Linked DNA regions of Macaca mulatta: regions 2 and 3 are each linked to region 1. The links are chromatin contacts, called in public Hi-C maps. All regions are on one chromosome and are shown on one strand. Each heading gives the region's core, a stretch centred on a gene start, on an enhancer-like site or on the middle of the called end of the contact. The rest is flanking DNA. Distances are from core to core; before and after follow the strand shown. Region 1 holds the start of BCAS4 (breast carcinoma amplified sequence 4). Region 2 holds the start of ADNP (activity dependent neuroprotector homeobox). Region 3 holds the start of MOCS3 (molybdenum cofactor synthesis 3).

Region 1 (2,714 bases), core at 64-2,563:
TCCCAAGTAGCTGGGATTACACGCCCGGCTAATTTTTGTATTTTTAGGAGAGACAGGGTTTCGCCATGTTGGTCAGGCTGGTCTCGAACTCCAGACCTCAGGTGATCCACCTGCCTCGGCCTCCCAATAGTGCTGGGATTACAGGCGTGAGCCACCACGCCTGGTGAAATAGATTTTTTTTTTTTTTTTTTTTAACATGTCTCACTCTGTCGCCCAGGCTGGAGTGCAGTGGCATGATCAAGCCTCACTGCAGCCTCAGTCTTCCCCGTCCCCCATCCCCATCCCAAGCAATCCTCCTTCCTCAGCCTCCCAGAATGCTGGGACCACTGGCGCAAGCCAATGCTCCGCCTAGACAGATACAGATATATAGATATCTACATTTGTAAAGGCATTTTAAATGTCCGGAATGATTTATACCAAACTGTTAATGCTGGTTTTCTAAGAAAACTAGAACTGGGATGGGAGAGAAAAGAGAAAGGGGTGCATAGCCTTTATTTTAAATACTCCTGTACTGCTTTTGTGGTTTAAAAAGAGAATGGGTTGAATTTCTGGCCGTAAATAACTCCTAGTGAACTCGGGTAAATAACTTTTTCACAGCACCGTCGACAGATGCCTCCAGCCGGAAGGTAGAGGGTCTCGTTTTAGATCTGCTTTTCACTTGGTGCTTTTAAAATAGAAAGCGCAGACAGAGGCGTGGTGTTTTCGCTCCGAGCTGCAGCCTCGCAGCGCGGCCTCAGGACTCCCCGCACAGCCGCAGCCTGCGGCGCCGCTCGGCTGGGGCACCGCGCTCGGAGGTAGCCGGGGCAGGGGCGGTCCCGCGGTCTGCCTCTCCCAGGGCCGGCCTGGCAAAGGGCGGCGCCTCGGGACCCGGCGGATGCTGGGGTACCTGGGTGGGGAGGGAAAGCGAGCCTGGGCCTCCGGGGCCCGGTGTCGCCCGGAGCAGGGAGCAGAGGCGACCCGCTGCGCATCTCTGGGTGGCGCCCCGCAGCCACAGTTCAGGAAGGGGGGAATCCCCGGGCCCCCCATTCCGGGAGCTAGAGGATGCTCCGGGGAAGCCGAGGATCCGGAGCCCGGACCCCCAACCGCGAGAACCCTCTCCTCCAACTCCACAGCCCCGTCCCCTACCTCGGCCCCAGGCTCGGGGGTCAGGAAGAGCGCGAGCTCCCGCGCTCCGCTGCGCACGGGCTCCGGCCGATCGGCGTTCACGAGCAGCATCAGGAGGGCGGCGGAGTCGGGTTGGCGGAGGCTGCCTGGGAGCCCGTGGTTGCGCCCGGGCCTCGGAGCCCCGCCCCCGGTCCGCTGCATGCTCCGCGGCCCGCCTGGCGGAGGCGGGGCAGGTGCGCTCCCGGCGGTCGCGGCTCTCAGCTCCAGGAGCGCCGGGCCGAGCGGGCAGCGCCACCCAGTGGCGAGCGGCGCGCGCTGCGCCCGCCCCCGCAGCACCTGGACACCAGTGCTTTGCAAACTCGCTTGCAGATGGCAGTCACCTGGAGCTCTTTTAGAATTTCCCAAGCCCGGACCACACCGTATCTGGGTTGGGACCTGGGTATCAGGATCTTTTGATGTTTGGTAGGTGGTTCCAATCAGATTGTTGACCGAAAGCTAAATTTGAGAGCTATTGGGGCAAGCCACCCCTCCTCTTCGGAATCCCGGTAGAGTACGGGCTCCCGGCCCCCGCGGTACAATAGAATCCCCGGGGAGCTTTTAAAAGGCCGGAAGCCAGGCCTCGCACCAGGCCGATTAAATCGGAATCCTTCGGAGTGGGGCTTAGGCATCGGTAGTTTCTAAAGCTCCCCGGGTGATTCTAACGGGCGTCCGGGTTAGAGAGGCGCTATCTTAGAGGAAGCCCAAAGCCTCCCGCTCCCCTCTCGTTCCCATCCTGCTAAAGCATCTAGTTTGCATCGGGCGGAGGGTCCTGGAGTTGAGGGAAGGCCGAGTGTGACGGTCCTCGTCTTCCTCTTCTGTGCAGCTTTTAAATAAGCTTCACCAGGAAACTATTGAGCGCACTAAATTTGACAGCCGCCCCCCACTCCCTCCACGCTCTCGGAGGCTGGCCTAGATAGACCCTTTACAGCCCTGGGGCTGAAGAGAGCGAGGTGCGCCCCATCCCCCACCCCAGCAGTGCTAACGAGGAAAGTACTAAAAGGCAAATAGGTACAAGAAAGGTCTGAAGTTTAAATTTTTCGTTTGATGACTTTGATTTTTATTTTTAATTATTATTATTATTATTTTTTTGGAGACGGACTCGCTCTGTCGCCCAGGCTGGAGTGCGCGATTTCGGCTCACTGCAACCTCCACCTCCTGGGTTCAAGCAATTCTCCCCCTCCCTCAGCCTTCCGAGTAGCTGGGATTACAGGCCCATGTCACTATGTCTGGCTAATTTTTGTATTTTTTAGTAGAGACGGGGTTTCGCCATATTGGCCAGGCTGGTCTCAAACTCCTGACCTCAGGTGAGCCACCTGCCTCGGCCTCCCAAAGTGCTGGGATTACAGACGTGAGCCACCACCCCCGGACTGCTGACTTTTCTTTAAATGTTAAATCGCCTTAAAAAAAAAAAAAAAAAAAAAAAAAGGAAAAAGAAAAAAAAAATTAAAATTGCAGGGTGTGGTGGTGCGCAACTGTAGTCCTAGCTAGTGGGGAGGCAGATGCAGGAGGATTGTTTGAGGCCAGGAGTTCTTGGATACAGCGAACTCCGATCGCACCACTGCACTCCAGCC
Region 2 (2,700 bases), core at 22-2,521, 140 kb before region 1:
TCCTTTTTTTTTTTTTTTTAATTCAGGTCAAAGAGAAGAGTCCATCCTGTGACTGGGAAGAATGTCAAGTCACAGGGTAACGGCGGACCTTAATAAAATCTCGGCCCCTCTGCACCGAATACCCCACTAGGAAGGGCTAAGGCATCCATGGGGTTGTGTCTCATCTCCAGTCGCTGTGTGAAGCACGAGGCCCTCACACCTCATTTAAGGAAGGAGGCGTCAGGGGCGACCGGCCAGGTGTCCCGGCGCCTTCCCGCCGCTTCTCAGCCGTGGAAGCGCGGGCATCTGAGCACGTGGAGCCGCCCCAGGCCGCCCCGCACACCCCTCCCGCCAGATGTAGTCCAGGCCCAGCTGGGCCCGCGCAGGGATCCCCAGCACGGCCACCTGACTGAGTGCTGGGCGTGCTGCGGCCCGCTGCTTCTGCCTCCGCCGCCGGCGCTGCGGCCAGAGGAAGGCGCCCGCCAAGCACACGGGCCCCGGGAGCGCACTGCGGCCATTATCTGCGGCGCCTCCTAGTGGGTCAATGGCAAATCCGCCTGGTTCTCGCGAGAGCTCCCCCCTTCAGTGGGGATTATATAATTTCCCTCAGGCGGGGGTGGGGGTGCTGGGAGCACACTCCCTGAGGAAAAGTTAGGTGCAAGCACAGGTGGGAGTGAGAGGAACCCCCCCCCGGGGAGAAAGGGGTTGGGGTGCTGTCTCCACTGCCCCCCCTACTTAGCTGGACAATGAGTCCTCTTATGCTAATGAGGTACTTACGTCACTTCCGCTCTTTCTCGGCCGCCATTTTGGCTAGGGCAGGTTCGGGGACTCGGTCCGAGGCGCTTGTATTGTCTGCTGAGGGGAGACGCGGGATCAGCCCCCTCCCCCGCCCGTTGCCGCCGCCGCCGCCGCCGGCCCGGTCTCCCCTCCGCCGCCCGCCGGGATCCATGAGCTGAACTCCCGCCCCCCCGGCCGCCGCCATCTTGTGCCCCCTCCCCCTCCCGCAGGCAGCGCTAAGGGGGATTTTGGCGTCTTCTCAGACACAGCTCCCTCTCTCGGTCCCCGCTGCTGAGGAGCGAGAGGAGCGCGGCCGCCGCCGCCCGCGCCGGTGAAGCCGCCTCTCCCACACCCTCCGTCTCCTCCCTCCGCCCCTCCTTTGTCTGCACCGCTCGACGACGCCGCCGCCGCCCGCCGCTCTGCTGCGCCCGCCGCGCCCCCCGGCAGCACCCGCGGCCGCGGCGCGAGCCGGAGTCCGCCGAGCCGGAGCGCGACGAGGCCCCGGGCGCGCCCTCCCCGCTGTCGCCACCGCTGTGCCGCCGCCATCCGCCCGCCGCCGCCGCCGCCGCTGTCCGGCCCCCGAGCACGCCGGCCCCGCGCGCGCCTCGAGGCCGAGTCAAGGTAAGCCCGGCGCCGCCGCGCGCGGACCCGCGGCCCTGCCCTGCCTCCCGACCCCGGCCCGCGCGGCCGCCAGCCCAGCCCGGCCCCGGGCGCGGGCGCATTGTTGTTCGCATCGCCGCCCTCCAGCCGCACACACGCTCCTTTGCACACCCCGGCGCGGACCGGTCGCCCGTCCCGGCACGGACCGCTACCCGACTCTGCTCTGGAGGTCCAGGCGCCTCCTCCTGCAGCCCGACCCCCTTCTCCGCTCCGTGAGCCCACCGAGGCCAGCAGCCTGCCTGGCCGCCGGGAGCTTTTGCAGCTAAGGGCATCTCCCCCACCCCGCCCCCAGCCAGAACCGAGCTTCTCCCATCCCTGGAACTAATCCTGTCCGCCCCCCACCCCCAAAAGGAGCCCCCCCACGCACACCCCCATGCCTGGAACGAGCCTTCTGCCAGGTCTGCCCACCCTTACCTGGGGGAGGGGGGACGGGGTTGGGGGGGGCGGGGAGCATGCATGGCATGGAGTGAAAGTCTTTGCCTCCCCTGTGCAATCCTTCCTCCCCAACCTGCCAGCTTCCCTCCTATCCTGACCACAGTTCACCACCATCCCTTTTCCCCAGTCTCAGCTGCCTGGTCAGCACCTCTTTCGAACATTCTGAGCCCCAACTTTGCAGTAAGATGGTAGAAAATGGAAATCCAGAGAGCTGCAAAAAGATCTTCTTTTAATGTAATGAATGGGGAGTAGTTTTTGTGAACACCCTCGTATTCACCTCTTCTTTCCTCTGGGCGGCCTGCCTGCCTTCCCCTCCCCCCCAACCTTGATCCCTGTCTGCTGGAAAAGGCGCGATTGCTTCTCTTCCTCTTCTGCCCAAGACCAAGACTGTAGGTCTGATATCCTTTTTAGCCACACACACCCCCCACACACCCACGAGTCTTCTTAATCTTCTTGCATTTACCAGTTCCTCTGGACACTTCTTGCCATAACCCCATTTCACAGACAAAGGCTTAGGAGGGAAAAAGAAACAAACTGTTTCAGTGTTTGCCATGTTAATGATGTCCATCCCCACACACCCAGTTCCCATCCCTGATGCTTCTTGTGCCTGTATCTTGAACCTTCAGAATGAAAAAAAAAAAAAATCTCTTGGATAGCTTGATACAGTTTCTTTAGAAATCTGCATTGTTGCTTCTGGTTTATGGCCATGGAGAAAATACCAGCCCCCACCCAAAATGCACCGCAGCCAAGTCGGCTAAAGGCGATGAGTGTTGGAGTCAGTAGGGGGCGCATTCTCTGCACTGGGTAAGGCTGCAGAGGGGGGAAGGGCCCCCGAGCTAGAACAGGATG
Region 3 (2,705 bases), core at 25-2,524, 160 kb before region 1:
CATTTCCCAGTTTGCAAATCACATAAATGGGGACAGCAGCCTCTTCTTGTGTGCCCTGCTTCCCTTCCCAGATTGCTTCTTTTAAGAGTTTCAGGCTCTCCCCATCCCTGCGTTCCAAATGTTTCAGAGGGATGTGTAGGGCATGAGGCAAACGACAAATGTCCACCTCCACCTGAGGCCTGACGTCCAGCAACAGGTGGGATGCCCCAGAATCCAGAACTCGCTTATAGTCGGTGACAGAAATACGCTCCTCTGGGCTCAGTAACTGCAGGGAGCGGCATTTATCAGTGGCTGAGGAGCCACAGAAGGCTTCATAGTCCAGCAGATCAGTCACAGTGGGCCGTTCCCCGCAAACTGCACAGTCGAGCCTGCGGCTCCGCAGCCGAATACAGCGGAAATGCCCTCGCAGGGCATCAAAGAGCAACAGACTGCCACTGTAAGAGGGGCCCAGACCCGCAGTGATTTTCAGCACTTCCAAGGCCTGCAGGCAGCCCAGGATCCCAGTTACGACACCAAACACCCCGCCGTCCGCGCAGTTGGTCACTGTCTCCGCTGGGGGTGGTTGGGGGAATATGCAGCGATAGCAAGGCCCACCGTCATAATGGTAGACTGTGATTTGGCCCTCGAAGCGCAAGGCACTGGCAGACACGAGGGGCCGACCCGCCAGCACACATGCGTCATTAATCAGGTAGCGAGTGGGCACGTTGTCCGAACAGTCGGCCACCACATCATATCGGCGGACCAGGTCTAGGGCAGTGGCTGGCGTAAGGGCCTGAGTGTACGGCACGCATTCCACTGCCGAATTGAGGCGGCGCAGCGAGGCGGCGGCCGACAAGGCCTTGGCCTGGCCAGCCAGTGCCTCTCCATGCAGCACTTGGCGGGCGAGGTTGCTCATCTCTACCACGTCATAGTCCACAAGGCCAAGGCGACCCACGCCGGCCGCTGCCAAGTACTGCGCCAGTGGACAGCCAAGCCCACCGCAGCCCACGACTAGCACGGACGCGGTCGCCAGGCGCAGCTGTCCGTGCACGCCCAGCTCCGGCAGCACTAGCTGCCGGCTATAGCGCAGAATCTCATCTGGGGAAAGAGTGGCCTTCGGCGGCAGCGGCGACACAGGAACCAGCCGTTCTGGCCGCGGTTCCTGCTCCGCCAAAAGGGCCGACGCCAGTTTCTGCTTCAGGGAATTCAATTCCTCCTCACGTTGCGAAACTTCAGCCTGTAACGCGAGTACCTCCTCCCGGGAAGCCATGGCGACCTCTTCCGGAAGTTGTCGTAAAAGGCATTTCCGCTTCCGGCTTCTGTTTCCTAGCGACTGGGATAAACTAAAAAACTTTATGGAGCTTGGGAAAAGATGATAATAGATATTTACTTCCTGAAGAAATCTTCAGATTAAGCTTTAAAGATGCATAAATCCTGCATATTTGTAATTGAACCACACAATAGCTCTAGAAGAACTAGCGCTCAATCACACAGATCATCCCCCGCTTCCGAATTTGGTACGGTCCGACCCGTCCTTTTCCGCGCCGCATTTACGTAATTCCGCTTCCGGCGTCTGGCTCAGTTCCGCCATGGCCTCCTTGGAAGTCAGACGTAGTCCTCCCATGTCTCGGCGGCAGCTGGAAGTGCGCAGTCCACGACGGGACAAATATTCGGTGCTTTTACCCACCTACAATGAGCGCGAGAACCTGCCACTCATCGTGTGGTTACTGGTGAAAAGCTTCTCCGAGAGGTAGCGCACCAGGTCTCCCTCCCCGAGGAATGAGATGAGCTGGCTTCCCCGGCCCGGGTGTCTGCAGCTGGCTGCGCGAGGCGGCCCTGTCCAACCTTCCTTGCCTCACGCAGGAAGGCCCAGGGATAGGGCCACCCTGTGAGGGAAGCAGAGACAGATGCTTCTTGGGTTTTCTTCGTGTCCTGGGTTCTCATTCCTGCCCTTGGGTTTTGTGAGACCCTCATTTATTATGAAGTACTCGCGTCCCCTGCCTTTTCGTAGAAAGGTTGGCCACTCTTTTACTTGGAAGCGGGGCTGAAAGCGTGACCCCACTCCTCCCTCTAGGCGGTCAGGATCTGCGGCAAGAGCCAGGAGTCCAAGCGAGAGTGTTCACTCTCCACTCCGGTGCCGAGTGCTTATATAAGCATGAGGTTTGGTGTGTGTGGGTTAGGGAGCTATTGCTGGGCACAATAACCTTTCTGGAAAGGAGAGAGCAGAAGGGCATCTTCGCTGATCACTGGTGGATGTTTGGTGTGATTGTTAGAACCGGGATGGGGGGTGGGTGGAGTTCGAATTTGGAAGTGTGTTAATGCAGTGTTTTTAAAAACTGCAAAAAATCCTGGAGTCAGTACGGAGTAACTTGTTTTACGATTGCACAAATGGGATCATGCTGTGAAATCTTTGAATACTTTTTTTCATATTAATATATCGAAACATAGCAAATTACTTTGGAAGTTAGGTAACATTCCATATGGCTGTGTTATTTAACCAGGTCATGGCAATGAGCTGGATTATTTCCAGCAGCTTTAGGTTGTTTTTGTTTTTTGACTTTTGCTTTGCAAATAAGAACAAGGACTTTGTTCACACCATATTTTCCAGCTAAATTTAGAAAAATGCTTGACACATAGCGGTGCTCCTTTATTGCATCAATGTTGGCAGCAGACACACTCATACTTTTACTTGTGTACTGGGGATAAATGATTCGAGGTAGGATTGC

The links. Hi-C and Micro-C count contacts between places; a contact is called where the count stands out from the background.
Region 2: a contact with region 1 is called in a Hi-C map of cortical neurons, with 5 times the contacts expected there. The contact joins the promoter of ADNP here to the promoter of BCAS4 in region 1. A contact is called at or near these places in 4 of 14 Hi-C or Micro-C datasets (cortical neurons, fetal cortex germinal zone, fetal cortical plate and 1 more).
Region 3: a contact with region 1 is called in a Hi-C map of liver, with 3 times the contacts expected there. The contact joins the promoter of MOCS3 here to the promoter of BCAS4 in region 1. A contact is called at or near these places in 3 of 14 Hi-C or Micro-C datasets (CD4 T cells, fetal cortex germinal zone and liver).

The regions. Positions count from the first base shown.
Region 1 is chr10:103,650,813-103,653,526 of T2T-MMU8v2.0, reverse strand. BCAS4 (breast carcinoma amplified sequence 4) reads right to left here and starts at 1,313. Exons shown (of 5, transcript NM_001266471.1): 1 at 1,126-1,313. The coding sequence starts at 1,305.
Region 2 is chr10:103,791,767-103,794,466 of T2T-MMU8v2.0, reverse strand. ADNP (activity dependent neuroprotector homeobox) reads left to right here and starts at 1,271. Exons shown (of 5, transcript NM_001266818.2): 1 at 1,271-1,377.
Region 3 is chr10:103,815,439-103,818,143 of T2T-MMU8v2.0, reverse strand. It overlaps MOCS3 (molybdenum cofactor synthesis 3), which reads right to left and starts at 1,274. Exons shown (of 2, transcript XM_077951991.1): 1 at 1-1,274. The coding sequence starts at 1,249. DPM1 (dolichyl-phosphate mannosyltransferase subunit 1, catalytic) reads left to right here and starts at 1,560. Exons shown (of 9, transcript XM_001094366.5): 1 at 1,560-1,729. The coding sequence starts at 1,569.